2 separate regions of the Drosophila melanogaster genome follow, and region 2 is linked to region 1. A link is a contact called in public Hi-C data. All regions are on one chromosome and are shown on one strand. The core of a region is the stretch at or near the end of the contact, and the rest is flanking DNA. Distances in the headings are between cores, read along the strand shown.

Region 1 (2,700 bases), core at 37-2,536:
CAACTAACCATCTCTCCAGAGATTCCGATTCCAAAACTCCCCGACAGACAGTCCAAAACCACATTGATTTTTAGCCCCCGAAGTCAAGTAAACCCAAAGATTCTCCACAAGAACAACACCATCATCGGCAGAGTTATCTGTAGCGTGTTTGCGTGATTAGCGAAGGAAAATAGAATGATGAGCTGTGCAGAAGCTACGGGAGAATTTTCGCACGAGCTTATTCGCAGCTCTTTCGCATGGTTTTTGTTTTTCGCTTTTGGTTGTTTTTTTTTTTTTTTAATAAATTTAATAAATGAGGAAAGAAGGCAGACTAATATTTTGCAGTCGCTGAATAGAAAAGGCCCGTGCAGAAAGTTAATTAAGCATAAATCAGCCGAGGCAGCAAAAACAACAGCCACATTCTTGAACGTAACAACAACAGCAATACAAGAAACCAGCAGCTAAAACTGACATTCGTATTCATTTCAAATAAAAATCATAAAAACAAAACAACAATTGGGCAACACAATTTATTATTAATTGAGTTTGGGGCTCGTGTTTTTATGGGCTTGTTTAAATGGTCACAGTCAATCATAGAAAGATTGAAAATATAGAAAGGAACCGAATGTTTTCCTTATCGGCACGCAGTTTCTCTATTAGTTTATTAGTTTTTTTTTTGGAAGTCGACCATAAATAACAATAAAACTAGTTTGTTTTACATTTTGACGGATTTATTTTAAGTGATCCTTTCAATCATGCATCTTTCTTGATTTCACGCGTTCAGTATGATAGAGAAATTTTACATAGTTTTTAAATGAAGTTTTCAATAAAGATTTTCAAACACATTTTCTTCTATCATTATCATTTGCTAATCAAGCATAGCTTCGAATCGAGATCAATCCCACATTCAGTTTTTAATTATTAACCAAGACTTAGCCACAGAAAATGAAGATTCGTACCTGTCAATGCATCCAAAAGATGCGAGCTTAGAAGGCGCACTGCTGCTGCTCAGAAGAAATATATGTCAAACTAAATTCTGTGGTCATCGGAAAATACAAGCAGGCAGGCACATAAAGCGACAGCGCTTCTGCGTCAAATCAGAAGTGTCCACTTAAGCTGAATGTATAGCTGGGCCAGAAGCAACACGAAAAGTGGGTCTAGTGGCCATTGTTTTCAGTTTGCTGATGTGCACAATGGAAAAGCCGTGTGCATACAGATACAAATACTAAGATATCTATATTTAAAAATCTGGACAACAGCTGGAAGAGGCGAAGGTAAGGAAACAGCAAAGGGCCCGAATGCGGTTTAGTTGCGAAACGTTGCTCGAGTCTCGGAGATGGCACTGCAGCTGCAAATTGAGAAGCTCAAAGGTTTGGACAACTACAAGGCCTGGTCGATGACGGTGCGGGCGTATCTGGAGTCGGAGGAACTCTGGACGGTGGTGGAGAATGGTCCCGAGAACAACGAGGAGGTGAGTGATGGTGTGGCGCCGTTTATGGCTACAGAAAACCCATGTCCATGCCATACTCCTTGCAGTCCCTGCTAAAGGACAAGCGGGCCAAGTTCTTGATTCTCTGCCTGATCGAGACCAAGTTGTGCCAATTCATGGTCAGCATCCGCACGGCTCGGGATCTGTGGAATTACTTGCGCACCCAGCATTCGCTGCGTTAAAGTAGAAATCAATATAGATCAGTTTCAGTCCATTGTATTACAAATATATGAATTACACTTCACATGCGTAGCGCCCTTCTCCTAGGCTTCCGGAAGTTCGATGACTACAGGCTGGTCCTCGGGATCCTCGTCTAGCAGGCCCTCGAATTCCCATCCCAATTTTTTCTCCAGCCGCTTAGTTAGCCGCTCAGCGCTGACACTTAAGCCGCCCGCATGCAGATTGACCAGCAGTTCGCGTACATCTTTGTAGACGGTGTTATGCGGACCAGGCACCATCAGCTCCTCGGGCAGATGGGGCAGCTGGTGGGCCAAAACCTCGCTGTATTTCATGTACGTTAACTTGTGCTTGGTGACCGCCGTTTGCGAGTGAGCCAGCAAGCCCAAAAGCTTGCGCCAGTGGGCCAGAGACTCCACAGAGTAGCCCACTAGGAAAAATGCGTAAGCCAGCTGCAGTTCCTCAATGAGTCCATCGGCCGTTTCAAAGCCTTCGAGCAGTTTGTCAACAGCATCGATGCAGTCCAAGGCATGGCGGGAAACATCAGCGGGCAGGGCATCTTGTGGAACACGCAGGGGTACGGTAGTGAAGCGCGGAGCTGTTCCTTCCACGGGCTTAAGGTCCGGTAGGAGTTCGCTCTCATCTAAGAGAATCCGAGCTGCAGCATTCCGGCGGCTTATGCTGACAGTAGCGGCTCCACCTCGCGGCCGATCTGCGTCCGGGCAGGATTGCAGTTCGATGTTCGTACGGATGGTTCCTTCTGTCGGACGGCAGCGATCCACGCAAGACTCCGTCACGCTGCCGGTGAGTTCCTTCCACTGGACCACGTAACGATAGTCGTACGGCGCCAGCACGCGCTCCAGTTGGGCTAGGTTTTTGCGTATTCGGTCTCGCTCCACTTCCGGTTCGGCAATCCTCCGCGGGCGCAATTCCTCCAGTTCGTGGTCCCACTCTCGTACGACAATCTCATTCGGATGGAAGAAGTGCACGAATCCAACACGAGGGGCTGCATCGCCGTAGGGACCACGGGAGGAGCACCATACGTAGTGGACTCC
Region 2 (2,700 bases), core at 60-2,559, 2.8 Mb after region 1:
TGTTTATACAGTATCTTAAGAGTATATACAAAAGTTACTCCCCAAAGGCAAAGACGATGATTATGATGAGATTAGAATACTGTGACTTTACAGGTGGAAACAAAAAGCAAACCGGTTCCCATACATCTCATCAAAGCGCCATAAACGAAATGTGATTATTTATAGAAGATGGGCTTGATTGAAGGAGCAGGCTGGCTCTCGAGTGGGCTGATAAGCGTGGTGGCATAATTGAGTGCGGACCGGACACTGCCCTGAATCAGAATCACGTGCCGCATTCCCGGGAATGATCCGGTCCGATAGTGGAATCCAGATCGGCCTACCGCCGTTTATGGCGGTTGTATAACTTTATAGTAGCGCGACTGGAGCGCTCCCTAATTGAATTTGTTCGAGGCCATGTGCTGGCCGAGTGTCATGTACTTATTATCTATCTATGCATCTATCTATCTGGCAGATATCACGGGGATCTGGAGCATACGCACCTCTGACAACGTCGCCCTTATCGCCGCCGACGAAGGTACCATCGCTGTTGATTTGCACGGCGGCGATGTACTTGGCCACCGCCTCCACTGTGGACTTCTCGATGCGCCCGGCCTCGTGAAGTGTGTTCAGCAGAAAGGAGAGCGTGAAGAGCGAGTGCATCCGCACGCCGTGCTTGGCGATGTTGGCCACTCCGCCCTGCTCACGGTCTACGACGACCACGGCGTCGGTGACCACAATGCCCTCGCCTTGCAGATCCCGCACCGTGTCCAGGATGCTGGAGCCGGAGGTGACCACGTCCTCGACAATCAGACAGGTGTCGCCAGCATTGAAGATGCCCTCGACCAGCTTCTTGGTGCCGTACGCCTTGGCCTCCTTGCGCCGCACCAGCATGGGAGTTCCCTGCTGCACGGACACAATGGTGGCCAGCGGGAGCGCCGTGTAGGGAACACCGCACACGTGTTTGGCGCTCAGCTGCTTGTCCTTGATGTGTTCCACCAGCAGGTCGGATACGGTTTGCTGCGGGAAGACCAAGTTAGCTACTGCCATTGACATGGAGCACTAATCCCAAATACTGACCATCACATCCGGATAACTGACGATCACTCGGAGGTCGAAGTAGACCGGCGAATTTATGCCCACTTTCATCTTGAAGTCGCCGAACTTGAAGGCATTGATCTCGAAGAGCTTCAGGGCCAGGGCCCGCATTTTGTCGGAGTTCTGGGCAACCATGCTGGCAATTCTAAATCTCGATCTTAATTCTTCACACACGTGCTAGCTAGGCTCCAATAAGAACCGTCCAATTGGGAGTCTACGCTTTTTAAACATGCTGCCAGTGTGCACGTATCTGCTGTGACATTGGGGCACATTTCGAACACCCTAATTAAGGTACAAGTTCTGGTTGCGCCGCCTGGGTGGTTAACTTCGCTATGCCGCCAAACTTATCGAAGTTCAAATTATTATAAATGTCGTAGATTTTATCAACATTGGCTTCGAATTAATAAACGTTTATTATTAGTTATAGGGTAACAAAGTAGCATAAGTGTTAAGGTTTTGAAATAAACTATTTTGCATGTGAAATATTTCCCAAATTCATAAAATATATAACCTTTAGTTTCTGAGAAGTCTTAAGAAATTTCAAGGAAATGAATGGATGGATTATATACAATATTTTGTCCGCTGCATTGCTGTATTGTTCACTACTTAGCATTTGTAATCTGAAAGCTTTGGCTCCGCCCACAAACCCTTGACTGCAACTTCAAGGGGAGGAGTCTAGTCATTTTGCAACCACCAATGACAGTCCTGTAAGCTCATATTGCAAAATGAAAGCCAAAGCGCCTGCGTAAGTCAACAAAGTTTGCGCCATTCATTGAAACAATTCCAGATCCTTTGGCGCGTGTTTCCAAAATTTAGTTTCTTTTCGCTGGTCTCCAAATAAGTCGCAAATTTGTGCTCCAAAAGCGGCAACTTCTTAGTCGAAAAATCGGTTTTCTCTCAATCCATTTCTCGCCTGCGTTGCGATGGCCAGTTCAAGTGGTGAACCTGCTGATGAAGTGGCTAATAAGCGTCCTCGTCTTGTGGCTAATCCCAAGGCCACCAAAATAGTTGAACCCACACCGGCCAAGGTCACCAATCGGGTGCCCAAGTGCGCCCGCTGCCGGAACCATGGGATCATTTCAGAGCTGCGGGGTCACAAGAAGCTCTGCACCTACAAGAACTGCAAGTGCGCCAAGTGTGTCCTGATCTTTGAGAGGCAGCGGATCATGGCCGCTCAGGTAAGTTAGGATTTATATGCACGATGACAAGCAATCCTTTCTGCTTAATTGGCAATCATTGACATTACTATCCTCATTTTATGATTACTGCCCACTTGCTAACTTTAATGTCATCTATCCTGGATGGTAAAATCGCTATCCCAAAAATAGCTTTTTAAAAATTCGGTGCATTCGAATACAGAAAATTGCCTGGTTAGATCCATCCATAGACATCCAAACCATCCAGACCAGATATATTGCTCTAACATTCGGAGACTTTATTCCCAGTCCTTTAGAAAATTTCTTCTTGTAAAAACATATTCCCTTTATTAGCATTTACTTAAAATGACATATCAAATATTCTCAAAAGCCAAAAGTTTTCTAAAATAACTTCAGGATATTAATGTATAAATGTATAAGCATAAACGTAATTGTGTTTCATGTTGTATTGTTCGCAATGGATTCCGTG

The links. A called contact is a pair of places that touch in the nucleus more often than the background predicts.
Region 2: a Hi-C map of the Kc167 cell line shows a contact between it and region 1, with 1.7 times the contacts expected there. The contact joins the promoter of r-l here to the promoter of CG18598 in region 1. A contact is called at or near these places in 1 of 107 Hi-C or Micro-C datasets (the Kc167 cell line) and 1 of 6 datasets of contacts at active chromatin or transcription factors (the Kc167 cell line).

What each region holds. Positions count from the first base shown.
Region 1 is chr3R:18,249,829-18,252,528 of dm6, forward strand. CG18598 reads left to right here and starts at 1,287. Exons shown (of 2, transcript NM_142441.3): 1 at 1,287-1,450; 2 at 1,516-1,711. The coding sequence starts at 1,316. The coding sequence ends at 1,650. It overlaps 14-3-3epsilon (14-3-3epsilon,), which reads left to right. Exons shown (of 4, transcript NM_169798.3): 4 at 1-722. It overlaps CG12320, which reads right to left. Exons shown (of 1, transcript NM_001316550.1): 1 at 1,241-2,700. The coding sequence ends at 1,732.
Region 2 is chr3R:21,072,010-21,074,709 of dm6, forward strand. r-l (rudimentary-like) reads right to left here and starts at 1,310. Exons shown (of 3, transcript NM_079703.3): 1 at 1,057-1,310; 2 at 480-996. The coding sequence starts at 1,209. dmrt93B (doublesex-Mab related 93B) reads left to right here and starts at 1,998. Exons shown (of 3, transcript NM_079704.1): 1 at 1,998-2,252. The coding sequence starts at 1,998.